Linked DNA regions of Mus musculus: all the other regions are linked to region 3. The links are chromatin contacts, called in public HiCAR-type maps. All regions are on one chromosome and are shown on one strand. The core of a region is the stretch at or near the end of the contact, and the rest is flanking DNA. Distances in the headings are between cores, read along the strand shown. Region 1 has its middle 53 kb from the start of Gm29922. Region 2 has its middle 73 kb from the start of Gm40217. Region 3 has its middle 240 kb from the start of Gm40217.

Region 1 (2,700 bases), core at 28-2,527, 340 kb after region 3:
TTGCATCTCTCTTCCTTCATCTTCTAACTAGGAAGAAGGTACATTTACCCAAGACCATACTTCTACTTTCCCTGACTTTCAAAATAATTTGCAGTGAATCCTCCATGTGCACTAGTGTCAAAATGGCACATAGTAAGTGTTGAGACATCCAGCTGAGCTGGATTTATGTAGACTGGGCCCCCGAGTCCTTACAATAACCCACTAGTATCAGTATTAATCACTGAATTTTGTAAAAGAATAAGTCATCTCAAAGATGTTAAATGAATTAAGAACAAACCAACTGGTAGACCTTGGATTTGAATCCACTTGTGTTTACCTCTGTAACTTATATTCCTTCTAATATTGCACCTGTAAAAGATATTGGGGAAAAAAGCCAACCAAAGAGATCATTTTCTAAGATATCCAGCAAGCTCGCGTTTTGTAGTGTGATAGTTAATATCGATTGTCAACCTGACAAGATCTAGAATCACCTAGGATCTGGGCATACTTGAAAGCCATTAATAACTAGATTAAGTAAATTGAATGGGAAGACTATTCCTGTAGTCTGCACCATTCCATGGGGTTGCATTCCTAGACTGGATAAAAATGGAAAAGCTGGCTGAACATCATCATTCGTCACTGTGGATGCTATATAACCAGCTGTCTCAAGCTCCTGCCACCATGATTTCCCTATCACAATAGGCTGATCGTCCTTTGGCCAAGAAGGCCCAGTGGTAGAAGCTTAGGAATTCCTATCTGCAAACTCAATTATATTGAATTTTCTATTTGAAAGTCCAGTCAGATAAAGGGGGGAAAACAAGTCCATTCATGTTTCTTTGTAAGGTCCCAACTATGACAATTAAGCATTCCCAGTTGCTGTGGAGAACAAGGGAAGATGGAGCATTCCAGTAGCAGAAACTTCTATCTGGAACTAAAAAGGTCAATAGGATCCTTACAAAATGACTTGTCCTGAGTCTGGACCCAGCAAAGGTAAATCAAAAAGATAAAGCAAGGTGTTTGGAGAACCAGTAAGAGGGGTTGGTGGTTAAAGAGCTATCGTTACGATGTAGCCCAGACTAACCACATACAGGATAATTTACATCTATCTAATAGGTGGATAAGGCCACTGCAGTGGGAACTCCTCTCATCATTTTTCTAGGGATAGTCACAGAGGTACCTCTTGCATAATTGCCTTCATCTATTTGTGTTGTTGCCAGCTCGGATTCCTGGGACTCAGACCACAGGAGACCTAAGAGTATTGTATTAGTCATTGGTATTACTATCGGACCAACGTAGTTTCCTGGCTATGAAGCCTCCTGGTTTTGGAGATGCTTAGCATGTGCTCATTTCCCCTAAGAATTTAGCCTCATTTAAGCTCAAATAAATGAGAAACTCTATGAAAAAATGTGCAGCCCTTGACCTTTGGGCTCTTCCAGTTGGCCAATGGCCTTGGGTGAATTCCTCCATAGTGAATCAAACTCAGGAGCCAAGTTGCATTATTTGCAGGATTTTGGCCTTTTCCCTCAATGGCTTTTCTACATCCCTTTCTCATTCCTTCAAGCCTCATCACAGACCAAGTGGTATGTCCACTAGCAGGTTCCTCTGACCACCAAATGCTGTCTACAGCTGTTCTCTGAATAACATAAATACTACTTCTAATAGCCTCTCCACACTCAACACATTTTAATGTGTCTTATTATCCCACCCAAGATTGTAACTCAATGATTCTATCATTCCTATTGGCTTCATCTGTCTTGGACCAGTGCTCCTGAACTTGCCTCTACTTCTCCCTGGGGGTATCATGCCTACTCCTTTCAAACCATTCTCCCCCTTGTCCCTTTCTCTCCATCTCTATCTCTCAGGCTTGTTACTGTTTTTTTTTCTAATATTTTTATTATTACATATTTTCCTCAATTACATTTCCAATGCTATCCCAAAAGTCCCCCATACCCTCCCCTCCACTTCCCTACCCACCCATTCCCATTTTTTTGGCCCTGGCATTCCCCTGTACTGGGGCATATAAAGTTTGCAAGTCCAATGGGCCTCTCTTTCCAGCGATGGCCGACTAGGCCATCTTTTGATACATATGCAGCTAGAGTCAAGAGCGCCGGGCTACTGGTTAGTTCATAATGTTGTTGCACCTACAGGGTTGCAGATCTCTTTAGCTCCTTGGATAGTTTCTCTAGCTCCTCCATTGGGGGCGCTGTGCTCCATCCAATAGCTGACTGTGAGCATCTACTTATGTGTTTGCTAGGCCCCTTAACCATGTCCACATTACCATGAGAGCTGGAGGGTTATCACAAACCAAATGTCTACTCTACCAGGCCATAATGTTGGGGTTTCACAGTCTGGAAGATGATAGGACATGGGGCTCAAGTAGACCCCAAAATCATAAGCGAATTACATGAAGATGTGGCCAAACACCTGTGATCTGCCACTCCTTGTGCTTTGCTTCACGCCTTGAGCCTATATCTGTGTTCTTGTGAGGACATTCCTGGGATCAGTTGACATCCTTGACACCTTACTGGTTGAGTTTAGAAGCCTCTGCATTTCTTTGTCTGCCTCATCTTTCCAACCTCTACATTCTTCTACCATGAACTAAAAAAAACCAAACAAACAAAATCTTTCTGAGTTCACTATTCTCAGAAAGTTATGACTGACTCCTGTGACACAGAGGGCTCCTGCTCACTCTCCAGGGCCCTACTCAAACTTCTTTTTTAG
Region 2 (2,700 bases), core at 105-2,604, 310 kb before region 3:
TACCACATAGTGGACAAGCAATGCTGTAAAAAGCGCTCCCAGTTGGCACTGAATTCATTCTTTGCAATAACTTAAACTAATAATGAAGGCTTTGGCCAACTTAAGGGCTTATATTACAACTTAATGGGCTAATATTACAGCATTTTTACAGAATTGTTCCTCTGAAGGTGGATGAAGATTATTGGCATGGTTATCCAAAACACAGGGATTGAGAGCTGCGAAGTAACTGGGAAAAGAGGCATAGCGAGTCAAAAGAGACGGTTCGCCTTGGTCTCGTTCTTGTTTCAATTTCCTCTTAAAGATGAGGGAGATGAGATAATATTTGTCTGCTGAGCAAACTGACTCAGAGACGGGAAAGTAATGTTTAAAAGCCCTATGGTTATTCCACCCATGAAAATAATGCTGAGATTGCACCAGAGGAAAGCAGGGGGTTCCAGGAGTGGGGCGGGGGTGGAGGGCAGGTTTGCAGTGGGTGAGGAAGAGTTTCTGAAGTTCTGGTCTAATTGATTGCATCCATGTCTGCAATCAAACAAGAACAAGATGAGCAACGGCGGAGAAGAGGGTTTTGGAGGTTGAGAACAAGGACCATGGAACACAGTAGCTCCGAGTAGCAAGAGAGAAAGCTCTGTAAAGTTGGACTATTTGATAGCATGAGGACCCACTCTGCCGTGGTCTGGAGAATCTGTTGGTAATAGTCGGCAAATCCGCGTGCCTTCTGCTCGTTGTCCTTCAGATTCAGGTGACAATGGATAGAGGAACTGGACTGACCAGCTTTGTGTGTGACAGGTACACTCGCCCATTAGATTGTGGCAGCGGGTGGACCTGAAGCTGCAAAAGGAGAGGGATAGAGGGATGGAAAGAGGTCGTGACAGGGCTGTTTCTGAGGCCCTGGGCAGAGTACTTATTTCTCTATCGTCGGTTTTAATAAACACAGATTCCCCTAAGAACATCTGACTTTCCTTTTGTTTTCTTTTCCCTGCAATAGGCTCGCGTGGCACTTCTTACTGTGTGAGGACCCAGCATTTCGGGCAGTTCCTGACGCCTTGGCTCTCTGCCTTCTCCCACCTAGAGAACCTCTCTTTCCCTAGGAAGACCGCTGGGATCCCTGGGCTGCAGGGATCCTCCCGTCGCCCTGAGTGCCTGTCTGTCCTAGGCCTGTGTCCTGCCAGGCTGCCAGGTGGACAGAGAAGCCTTTATTGTCCTCGACTGCTTGGATCTCATCCTGGGCTTCTGAGTTCGGCCGCGTGACTTTAGAATGCAAATACAGTCTGCTTTTGTAGCAGTGTCTTTGTCTGGGGTGCAATCACAGCTGAGGGGATTTTGCACAAGAGCTCCAGCTCCTCCTTTTCGCGGCTTGAGAAAGGCAGGGCGTGGAGACCGCCTAGTGGGCGGGCGGGCGGAACAGGCTCCGCCCAAGGCCATGGGGGTAGCTAGTGGTGTCCCTCAGTCGCTGCCAGGATGGTTGAAGCTTAATATCTTTGTGCCTGGTAGTTTATTATGGGGGTATGCCTGGTCGGTGGAGTTTGGCATTTCCAAGCGGATCGACTCCGTTGCATGCATTTTACCAACACGGTATTCTTATTTTCAGCCACACCTCACGTTTCTGGAAAGACAACTCCCAGCCCTTTCCTGTGTCTGTTCCAGCAATCGGATTAATGTTCCTCCTCAGATGCCCGTGATTCACATATTGCTGTCTCTTTTTAGTCGAAGCAATCGAGACTTGGAGGCTTGAAGTGGCTTATCCAACATCACCAAGATAGTGGGAGCCAAAGTTCAAAATGGACCCCATCTGCCTTCCTTACTCTTAACCTTTTATATTAATCCATCCATGCCATGCCCTCTAGAAGTGCTCAGTGTGGAGGATTAGGGAGACAGCAAGGCAAACAAAGGATAGGTCAAAGTAGGAAGGTAAGTATGTATATGATTCGGAGAAATCCACTAAGGAAATCGACTTTCCCTGGCCACACGTGGTTCAACCCCAGAAGGAACAGGTGCAAAGGGGCAGAGGTCCCGGTACCCACAGAATATAGGAACTAGAAGGCCCTTGGGGAGGGCTCACCCCTTCATTTTACTAAGAAATAAGTGGAGACCAGCGAGGCTTACTAATTATTTAAGATCACAGCATAAGAATGTCGTGAGACTGGGGCTGGACCTCGGGCATCAGGTGTACTGCCCTTTCCCCTGGGCTCTGTCTAGTGGTGTTTGTTTTTTGATATCTCATTAAGACTTGACTTTCTATATTTTTAAATTTTAAAAATAGTTGTCATTGCTTAGGTAAATAAACCTCTCCTCCCCTCTCTCCCCCCCGCCTCTCTCTCTCTCTCTCTCTCTCTCTCTCTCTCTCTCTCTCACACACACACACACACACACACACACACACACACACACACACACACACCAAACTTGTTGAGAAGAAGTTCAATCGGAGGTGGAGAGGGGTAAAAGGAAAATGAGGGTGAATATGATCAAAGCCCATTATATATATATGTGTGAAACTGTGAGAGAATTGGGAATATAGAAGTTCCTTTTTTCTTACTAATAATGGTCACCCCTATGAAAGTGATTTTCCCTTAGCACTTAAAAATGGGCCTTCGTGTATTTTAGAATCCTTTGTTCTTTGTGGTAATAAGTCAACTAAACAGGCACTATTTACAGAGGAGAAAACAGAGACACAGAGAAGCATCTTTCCTAAGCTCCATC
Region 3 (2,700 bases), core at 40-2,539:
CAAGCTGATGCTAGCATCTTAGGCTGTACACAAAGGGAGAACAAGAAAGCCTGCTGAATGCCAGCACTGCCTCCCTTCATCCTTTCCCACTGGAATGTAAGAAACCCAGCTGTCTCCTGCTGCTGCCACCAAGGATCAGATAGGATCACCTCCATACCTTCCCTGCCTTGATGGATCAGAATTCTTCAAACTGTAAGCCCAAATAAATCTTTCCTCTCTAAGTGGTTTCTTGTTAAGTGTTTGGTCACCTAACAAAAGCTCACCCCCTAACCAAGAACTGTTGTAAAACAACACTAGTGTTCATGTTGTGAAACCAAGACTTGGTCCTTCCACTTCCAGAAATCTGAGTCTTTAGAATTGTTTTTCCAGAAATTTATCTAAAATTCAAATGACTTCTTGTTTCTGAATCACACGTTCCTCCTTTGTGAAACAAAACAAAACAAACAAACAAAAAAAAAAACTAAACAGCGTAACCCTGAAGATTCTTTTGGCTTTAAAAGTATCAAGCCTGTGATTAACAGGGGAGTAGTGAAAATAAATGCTATGGTTTTAAATCTAAGATAATGCAAGTCATTTTACATTTTTGTCTGATTAAAACCAGTGCTGAGCAAGTCCTTAATCCCCACAGGAGAAGTTTGCAAACTTGAAGCCTGTCGTGAACTGAACCCAGTCTACAGATTCTTTTATTTATTGTTATTATTTTTATGGCCAATAGTGTATGTTAAAATTTTGTGAATTAGGGGCCAACAATGAAAGATGGAGTATATCCAGTAAAAATACAGACTTTCAACCTTCCTTCCTTCCTTCCTTCCTTCCTTCCTTCCTTCCTTCCTTCCTTCCTTCCTTTCTTTCTTTCTTTCTTTCTTTCTTTCTTTCTTTCTTTCTTTTGCCGGAAGACCTATAAACTCTGGCCTTCATTTTTGCATGACAGTGGTTAGGTCAAACTAAGAAAAGCTGTCTTCTAAATTCCCAGATCACCAGAGATCTTGCCTCACAGGTTTGGATCCCACCTGATTACTTTTCATTTGTTTCTATCACCTACCTGAGTGACCCCTCTACCAAGAGATTTACTATTTGTATTCTACAATCAACAGTGAGCATGTGGAATACCCAGAAACGCACTCCCTAAGCACTTAGAATTGTGTAATCTCAAAATAAAATAAATGACGTTAAGTGTGTGAGTTGAGTCCAAGCAGCCAAGGGGAGGTCAGAGTAGAGAGAGAAGGCTTTTCGATGCCTGTGTGAAACAAAGTGCTGAGATTTAATGACAGTGTGAGGCAATGGTGTTCTGTGTCTGCCAACTAGCGAATTGTGGTCCCGAGCTAGCTTATTGGGAGTGCAGTGAGCTGATGGGGCACTGGCCAGTCCCATTCTCACTGATGTACATGTACGTCTGAATCATCACACTTGTTTCCTGGAACAACATTTCATGTGCTGCTTTAACGAGGATTTGGACAATAGATTCATGAGATGACTTGGAATAGCTTCCCGTGAGTGAGATTCCAAATCTGGAGCCGTTGATTCTGGAGAACAGATGACTTGGGAGGTAAGGAGGGGCTCCCCCCAGATACTGGCAGCACTGTCTTGAGGGAGAACAGGTAAGCATCATGCCTTCCCACATCTCCTCAGGCTTGCCTTGAGCTCATTGTATAGCCTGATACCCACTGAAATTCTCTAGTCTCCCAGTGTTGGAATATTAGGTGTGTGCCACCATACCTTAACTTAGATGGGAAGCTTGGACTGTTGCCTGGCTGTATCTTACTATTTAGAAAACTGGATCTTCTATGCAGGTCAACATTCCAAGGGGGATGTATAGCTCTGTTGTGTTCGTTAAGAACCCACATATGTGCACATTTAGGCCCAGCTTCCCTTTTTGCTACTGTGAGCTCTTGTTGACGACTTACCTCCTCACAGCGGTACTCTCTTATTTGTAGATAATGGGGGTGTCACTCTTCTGTTATGGTTATTGTAAACACTAAAGAAGACATTTTATGTAAATGTACTTGTCTCTGGGCTTCTCAGCACTATTGACATTTTAGGTTAGGTATCTTACTCTTGTGGGAGGCTGATTTGTGTATTATGGTATGCTCTGTCCTCTTCCACATAGCGGTGACAATAGAAATTATCTACACACTTGCCAAATATCTGTTGGAGACACAATTTCCCTCTCATTGAGAGAAATTAACTTGTTTTTAGCTGACAGCTGGTGCCAAATGCTGGATATGCAAGTGAGGCCATCTGAGACCTGCAGTCAGTCAGTTTCCTGGCAGAATGCACACATATGAATGAGCCTGCCAAAACAAAACAAAACAAAACAAAAAACCAAAAAACAAAACAGAAAAAAAACACCAAAACACCAAAAGAACCATCTGCATAAAACTGTGAATCTTAGATGTCATTTATTATACCACGTTCACATTCGTTCTCCCTTCCTGCTGTCCTGGCCATGTTTCTTCTTCCATTTGCTTCTCCAGTTATTTCTCCATTCTGCTTTCTTATTACATCAATGCCTTTACTCTACTTCCTGACTCTCTTAAGATCTCTTCCTTCTCTCTCATTATCCCCTATCTGGAATCATGACCTAAAACAACACACATATATAAATATACATATATATAAATATATACATATAAATACATACATATATACATATGTCTATAAGTAATACAAATGTAAAGACACACACACACACACACACAC

The links. HiCAR-type assays count read pairs that join an accessible place to other places.
Region 1: a contact with region 3 is called in a HiCAR-type map of fibro-adipogenic progenitors, with 5 times the contacts expected there. The contact joins two enhancer-like sites. A contact is called at or near these places in 1 of 15 datasets of contacts at CTCF or cohesin (the NIH/3T3 cell line), 3 of 484 Hi-C or Micro-C datasets (adipose-derived mesenchymal stem cells, embryonic fibroblasts and nephron progenitors), 3 of 115 datasets of contacts at active chromatin or transcription factors (embryonic stem cells and fibro-adipogenic progenitors) and 1 of 9 other capture datasets (embryonic stem cells).
Region 2: a contact with region 3 is called in a HiCAR-type map of fibro-adipogenic progenitors, with 5 times the contacts expected there. The contact joins two enhancer-like sites. A contact is called at or near these places in 1 of 39 promoter capture datasets (the 3T3-L1 cell line), 1 of 484 Hi-C or Micro-C datasets (embryonic fibroblasts) and 1 of 115 datasets of contacts at active chromatin or transcription factors (fibro-adipogenic progenitors).

The regions. Positions count from the first base shown.
Region 1 is chr4:105,897,079-105,899,778 of GRCm38.p6, forward strand. No RefSeq gene overlaps it. Among named protein-coding and RNA genes, the nearest start is that of Gm29922, 53 kb to the left of the region's middle. Within about 2 kb of position 1,278, at least 19 of the 459 cell types and tissues checked have an H3K27ac peak or open chromatin away from gene starts, as enhancers often do. A contact at or near this core is called in fibro-adipogenic progenitors, where this site is marked.
Region 2 is chr4:105,244,482-105,247,181 of GRCm38.p6, forward strand. No RefSeq gene overlaps it. Among named protein-coding and RNA genes, the nearest start is that of Gm40217, 73 kb to the right of the region's middle. Within about 2 kb of position 1,355, at least 139 of the 459 cell types and tissues checked have an H3K27ac peak or open chromatin away from gene starts, as enhancers often do. A contact at or near this core is called in fibro-adipogenic progenitors, where this site is marked.
Region 3 is chr4:105,553,897-105,556,596 of GRCm38.p6, forward strand. No RefSeq gene overlaps it. Among named protein-coding and RNA genes, the nearest start is that of Gm40217, 240 kb to the left of the region's middle. Within about 2 kb of position 1,290, at least 17 of the 459 cell types and tissues checked have an H3K27ac peak or open chromatin away from gene starts, as enhancers often do. A contact at or near this core is called in fibro-adipogenic progenitors, where this site is marked.